Regions from separate parts of the Mus musculus genome. Here region 2 is linked to region 1. A link is a contact called in public HiChIP or PLAC-seq data. All regions are on one chromosome and are shown on one strand. Each heading gives the region's core, a stretch centred on a gene start, on an enhancer-like site or on the middle of the called end of the contact. The rest is flanking DNA. Distances are from core to core; before and after follow the strand shown.

Evidence for each region. HiChIP or PLAC-seq counts read pairs in DNA pulled down with a chosen protein or histone mark.
Region 2: a contact with region 1 is called in an H3K27ac HiChIP or PLAC-seq map of embryonic stem cells, with 5 read pairs. The contact joins the promoter of Osbpl2 here to the enhancer-like site in region 1. A contact is called at or near these places in 12 of 39 promoter capture datasets (the 3T3-L1 cell line, the C10 cell line, the HPC-7 cell line and 5 more), 3 of 15 datasets of contacts at CTCF or cohesin (embryonic stem cells, large pre-B cells and pro-B cells), 20 of 484 Hi-C or Micro-C datasets (the Ba/F3 cell line, CD4 T cells, CD8 T cells and 12 more), 14 of 115 datasets of contacts at active chromatin or transcription factors (the 230-238 cell line, the SCID.adh cell line, T-cell acute lymphoblastic leukemia and 7 more) and 4 of 9 other capture datasets (adipose tissue, embryonic stem cells, liver and 1 more).

The regions. Positions count from the first base shown.
Region 1 is chr2:179,927,792-179,931,142 of GRCm38.p6, reverse strand. Taf4 (TATA-box binding protein associated factor 4) reads left to right here. Exons shown (of 15, transcript NM_001081092.1): 8 at 1,719-1,866. Among named protein-coding and RNA genes, the nearest start is that of Taf4, 47 kb to the left of the region's middle. Within about 2 kb of position 1,827, at least 13 of the 459 cell types and tissues checked have an H3K27ac peak or open chromatin away from gene starts, as enhancers often do. A contact at or near this core is called in the HPC-7 cell line, acute myeloid leukemia and embryonic stem cells, where this site is marked.
Region 2 is chr2:180,117,600-180,121,103 of GRCm38.p6, reverse strand. It overlaps Osbpl2 (oxysterol binding protein-like 2), which reads right to left and starts at 1,798. Exons shown (of 14, transcript NM_144500.4): 1 at 1,635-1,798.

The DNA.
Region 1 (3,351 bases), core at 578-3,077:
TCAGTGGGCAGATGTTCCTGTGTCCTTTGCTTTCACATGGTTTCAGGAGGGACCTGAGCAGTCAGCACCCTGATTTACCCAGAAGGCAGTTCTGTGGAAGAGCATGCCCTCTCTGTGAGGGTCTCACCTCCAGTCCTGGTTCTGTCAGTTGTAGCCTTGAGTGCTAGATTGCGTGCAGAGCCATTTCCATTGGGTTGGTTTTAACTGTCAATTTGGAATAACGTAGAATCATCTGGGAAGAGCGTTCTTAATGAGAAATTATCTAGATCAGAATGGCATGTAGGTGTGCCTGTGGGGAATGTCTTGGATTTTTGACTGATGTAGGAAGACTTAACCCTGATTGTTGGTGGCACAGAAAGCTAACTGCACAGAAGGGCACAGACAGGCAACATGGCTACATTTGTTTCTCTTGACTGTAGATGTGCTGTGACTAGTCTCAGTTGTTGCCTCTGTGACTTCCCTGCAGGGATAAACTGTGACCAGGAATTGTAAGCCAAATAACCCTCTTCCATCAGTTACTCCGTCAGGCTGTTTAATCGGTGTCACATGTTATACTAGAACAGTGACTTTTCTTTTCACATATGGGAACATGGTGTGTTCAGCCACCTGGTCACTGCTGTGTGCTGTCTTGACCCCCCTCTTATACCCCAGTCTCTGCTTATACCTTTGTGTACAGCTGAGGCAGATAGGTCAACTTCATGCAAACTTGGGCCTGAGGCCAGGGGATCTCAGAACCCATGGAAGTGAGCCACTTTTCTGTATCTCCATTTAATGGCTTCTCAGTGTAAAGCCCTGGCCTGAGTTGCTGTGGGCTTGCCCATCTTGTCTGGTGTGAGCACCGTGTTCTGTTGCAAAAACAGTTCTGGTGCAGGCCTCAACCTCAGCCCTTTACAAGTGTCCTGTTACATGTGTTGCTCAATGAAAACACAGCCACCATTTTTTTTTAAAGCAGAGTTGGAGTTCAAATCCTAGAAGGGTTTCAGAACCCTGCAGACACTGTGATACTGTGTACACCACCAGCCACACAAAAAGGCTCCTTTATATAAACTAGAATTCTTCCAGGGAAGCTCTTAGCTCAGAGATTTATGGTCGGGCCATCAGGGAGCTTCCTGTGGGCCAAGGCTGTACGCAGGACAGCAGAGCTGAGCAGGCCCTGCAGTGTGGACCAACCACCCTTGGGCTATGCATGGTTCTGAGGTGGACAGGCTGTGTTTGGACAGAGAACCAAGTTCAGGGTAGGACTTGGAGAGCCATCTTCACTCCAGTAGAAAAATAATCTGACCTTAAACAGAATTTAGAATAGAAATAAGTCATTTGACGTATGTCCATCAGGTAACAGTGTCAGTCTGCTGACAGGCTGGGAAATCCATGTTCCTTGTGGGGCCTGAGCTCGGTAAACTTTGTTTTGCTGCTGCCCTCTAGGCTATGTGTGGGGTCCTGAGTTTCATGTGCTCCGTGTACTTGCTCTGCTGTATTGTGGCCTGGTGTGGCACCATTCTGTCTTTGTCTAAATCTTTTGAAGCTGTGTGCAGAGGCTTGTTGGAGACTTGTTGGGCCAGGCTTTTTTAGATGTGGAATGAGGTGTACATCTGGACTTCCTGGAGCTTCTGGCAGGGCAAGGTTGGGGTAGCGCCAATGAAGCAAATAGCTGGCTTCATGGGTCAGTGCGGTGGCCCCTAGGATGTGTGTGCTCATGCACTATGCTGGCTGTGCCCCAGGTGATCCAGCAGCCCCCGAAGCCTGGAGCCTTGATCCGGCCCCCGCAGGTGACCTTGACGCAGACACCCATGGTCGCATTGCGGCAGCCTCACAACCGGATCATGCTCACCACACCACAGCAGATCCAACTGAACCAGCTGCAGCCAGGTGAGGCCCCGGCTGCTGCCACCCAGGACTGGCTTGTCCCGGAAATGGCCAGTTGTGGGACTGCTACTTGATTTCATTTAATCGTTGTGATAAAATTAATTTACGCACATTGCTCAGTGACTTCATTTATGAGGTTTGTGCAAGCCATTACCCTTGTCAACGTGATTTTTAAATTCCCTGAATTGTATACATTACATGGTTAGTATCTATTAGATACTTCTAGCTAGACCTTCTAGCTGCCTGTCTCCCTCCCTGGGTGGGCAGGCAGGCAGCCAGGCCCCTGCGGCTCAGACCCTCTCACACCTTGTGCAGTGGTCTGCATGATCTCAGCCCTCCTCTCTCCCTCTCCCCTTTCCTCTGGCTTCCCTCCTTCTCTCCCTGTTGCCCTGTTTTTCCTAGAGTTAGTATAGATCGTGTGGTATGAATGTTGTTCCCACCCTCTAAAAGCCTATAAAAAAACAGGAAGCTGCTTTGTTCGTGGGGTTTGAAGGGAAGGTGTTCTCTCTCTCCAAGGCCCAATCATGCTGCCTATGGTGTGACACCGCCTCTGAGGCTCTTCCCATTTCAAGGCCTGGTCATGATAGAGTTTCTGCTGATGTGTAATTCTGTATTAGCTCTTTCCACCAGACATAAGTAAGGCCTTTAGATGATAACCCCCCCCCCCCCCAAGGCAGCCTCACTGTGTTACCCTTGCCCTAAACTCATGGGCTCCAGAAATTCTCCTGCTTCAGTCTCCTAGGTGAAACTTTAAATATATAGCATATATTTGCTTACTCTTAGTCCCTCTCAGGAGTCATTCTTGTACTTTAACAGTTGGAGGGAGCTGGGAGTGGTGGTGCACACCTTTAATCCCAGCACTCAAGGGCAGCCTGGTCTTCAGAGTGAGTTCCAGGACAGCCAAGGCTACACAGAGAAACCTTGTCTGTCCCCCTCCCCCCATCCCCCAAAAGAGTTTAGAGAAATATAGGCCAGAACATGCATGAGGAATGCAACTAAACCTTAAAAAAACAAACTTAGGATTTAAGTGTTAGCTACATACAGTTTAAACTTTTATCTTTAAACCTTGTTGTAAGTTATTGTATCCTTTGAGATTTCAGTTAGAAAGCCACAAGGGGAGAGGCGGGCACGAGCATGCATGCACACACACACACACACACACACACACACACACACACGCACACGGCAAATATACATACATACAACACGTGTATGTATATATATATGACACATATACACATATTTGGCACATGTATGTATGAGACATATACATATAACACACATGTGTATATATGGCACATATATATGCCAAGCATACATATATACATATAATACATACATATATATGACACATATATGGCACACATGCACACATGACATACATACAACACACATGTATATATGTCACAATACATACATACAATGTGTGTGTATATGGCACATACACATATATGATATATATATATATACATATATATAAAATATATA
Region 2 (3,504 bases), core at 549-3,048, 190 kb before region 1:
CTCAAAAACAAAACAACAAAAAGAATATGAACTCACCAGGGCTATGATGCATACCTGTAATCCAGAACACGGAGGACCAGAAATTCAAGGTCATGCTCAATTACATTTGAGCCTACCCAGTTACATCAGATCCTCCTCAAAAGTAACAAAATGAGTGTAAAGAACACACAAACTGGTATCCAATACTAAATGATCAGCCCTGGAAGCATATAAGTACAAGTAACATTACACAAACTGAGCAGGTACAACTCATGCATTTAAGGATACATAATACATACACACATATACATATGTAACAATAATCCAAAAAGTAGAGGCCACAGAAGAGAGCAGAGGAACTACTAGGGGATTGGAGGAAATGATGTAATTATATTACAATATCAAAAAGTAAAGCTGGGGATAAAGAGGCTGCTTTCTTATCTCAACGGGCATAAGGCCATGCTCATCCTTACCAACAACAAAAAAAAAAAAAAAAAAAAAAAGAGAGAGAGAAAAAGGAAGTCTGGGTTTCGGTACCTTTGTTACTTAATTTGCTACTAGGTGCTCTGAAGTAAGCTACTTGAGCTCTCTTTTCCTTGGGAATAAAGGTAATGTTAGTGACTGCTGTAAGACTCATGCTTCTAATGATCTAGAGCAAATAATTGCTCAAAATTAGCGTCCCCTGAGATAAGAGTTGTTATTACCAGACAGTACCTGGGGCAAACAGGAAGGTAGATTCTATGGAGGACATGCAGCCACCCATTTCCTCATTGTCACCCTTTAGTTGGCACCATCAGAGGCAATGGGAGGCGACGGACAATGTGTCCACTCAAATGTTCCTGTTTCCTTACTCACATCAGTGAACTAACACTTTGGAGCACCTGTTGCTTGTCAGAGCCCACTGCAGACGACTGACCCATATGTATCTCTTACTGGTACACCAGATGTCACATGCCACAAGCAAGAAGTGAAGGTGGGAGAGATGACAGGTGACAGTTAGCAGGGTCCAGGCTCTCTGCAGAAAGGGTCAGCAGTTCCCCATCCCTGAGGCTCCCACTCAGGAGCTGTCCCATCAACATCTCTGACAATATGGAGCCTAGCCTACACGAAGGCCTCCTCCGAGTGTGTGCAGAGCCCCACAGAACCACTGATCCAGATGTGCAAAGGCCGACCCACAAGAACATAACTCAAAAGCTTGTCCAACTCTCAAGACTGAGGCGCCCCACTCGGCCGCAGCGTCTCGGAGGAGCAAGGGGGACAGAGCGCCGCCGCCGGTGCCTCCGCCTCCACGCGGGGCCCACCAACCGCACTCAGCGCGGACAGCCCTGGCTGCCTCGCTGGTGCAGGTCTGAAGGCGCGCTCCGACTCTGCTGTGGAGACATAGGCCCTCGGACCTGAGGCCACGCGGGCACCAAGTTCCCCGCGCGCCCCGAGGGGATGCGCGGCTCGCCCAGCAAAGGGAGAACGCCGGAGTCCCTCGCGTGCGACCGCGGACCTCGCTGGAGCCCCACGGGGCCCCGTCCCTCCCGCGGTCGTCCACACTCCCGGCGGCCTAGCGCCGCGACTCTCCAGCCCGAGCCCAGCCGCGGCCTAGGTGGCAAATGGGCCTCCCCGAGACCCGTCCCCGCGCGCCCGCCCCGCTGCAGCCCACTCACCCGAACGCGGTCCCCGCGGAGTCGCCGACCCCACGGCCGCCCCGCCCCCGACCGCAGCCGGCAACCCTCTGACACCCAAGCGGAAGTGCGGCCCGCGCCTCTCCGACCTACAGCCCGCCGTGCTGCTCGCCGCTCGCCGCGCCCCGCGCCGTCCGTCAGCCGCCGCCTGGCCAATCAACGCTCGGCCCGCAGGCCGCGCCGGGGGCGGAACCATGCCGATCACGTTCTCCGGACAGCTTCTCCCTCGGCCCTATCATAATCCGGCTCACACGGGGGAGTGGCGGCGCGCCCAGCCAATCACCCCTTGGAGAAGGTGGGTTTATGCAGATACTGGAGCTAGAAGGAAGGGGAGGCAGGAGGAAGGGGAGTGACCTTGGGAGAGGCTAGTTTACAAACAGTGAGTCAGGTGGCTGGGCGTGAACGATCCCAGGCTGGCGCTGGGCTAGACCCACCCTTTGGCTCCCGACCCCGCAGACGCTTCTCACGGTTGCTGGGGTATGAACAAATGGCAAATGTGGCCGCCGGCCTTTGCGCGCCAATCGTGACTTAACATACCCTGGGGCCAGTTTACCCCTCCAGTGGCCTCCCTGGCCGGTTCATCCTGTTTAACACCCTTAGGCGCCCTGTGGTCTGCAGTGGCTCCTGGTTAAACTCAGAATCTCTGGGGACACGCCTGCAGCCTGTTTGGCCTCAGAAAAGCTATCTGACCTCTCTGAACACTCAGTTTTCTCTGTAGCCAGGGTTCCCCAGCCTCCTCATCACATTGGAATGTGGGGTCTGGTTTGAGAAAGGTGAAGTGACATGAATCAAGATGGCTACTGACTTGCATAGGACTTTGCAGGGCACAGGAATTGCAAAGGTATGGGACTTGTGGTCCGATCCTAGCCAGGAGGTTCAGCTCAGTGTCAAACCTGAGGGAAGCAAGTTAGATGTCTCTTGTCTTTCACAAACCTACCCAGAAGCAAGTGAGGTGAGGGCCGCTATAGGTCGTTTGAAAGCAGGAAACCAAGGAGGAACCAAGTCCCCCAGGTCATCCAGGGCCAGCTGCACCTGACATCAGTCCAAGGCTTTCCAGTTACTTGAGTAATTACTTGGGTTTTTTGCTAAGCCAGTCTGAGGCTTTAGCAAAGGGGTTCTAAATGCCCCCCATGAACCTTCTTCAGCACATAATGAAGGATTCTTCTCCAAGGCCACACTTCTTCCTCCAGTAAGGTGGTGCTCACACTCACACACAGGTCCGTGTCGTGTCCCGTCCCCCCCCCCCCCCGCCTCTGTGGCCCACTCTGCAGATACTCAAGTCCTCTGCAAACACGGAGTGGCCCAGCAGACCCTGTCTGCCTCTCTAGCTCCCACCCCAGGGACAGCCTGGCTTTCTGGTGGCCCCTTCTCACTGGCGCAGGAGAGACGTGCTGGGACTGGAAAAGAGCCCCCTGCACGCTCAGCTCCTAAAGAGAGAGACAGAGGGAGGCGGGCCAGGCTTCCGAAACAAAGGCGTTGCCATGGTTACCTCTGAAGAAAGCAACTCCAGCCCGCTGAGGGCTGATGGAAGGGTGCGGCAGCTGGCCCCCCAGCCAGGACAAGGACAGCTAGCCGGTTGCCACGGAGATAGTCAGACTGACCAGGTTCTGCAGTTTTTCTGGGGGCCTGGCCAAGACTAGCTCAGAAACCCACCACCACCCACACCCTTACCTAAATCTCCAAGATCAGCCCCTCTCCAAGAGACAAGCCTCAGAGGGACACAGCTTACCTAACCTGTTTTTGGACTTTGAGCTACAGGGCCCTGCCATCTGGGCAGAATAACCACCCAGGTTGGGCTGGGCATCCCTACTCAAGCTGTGTAGTAGATGGGCTGACCCTGGGGCCGGGGTGG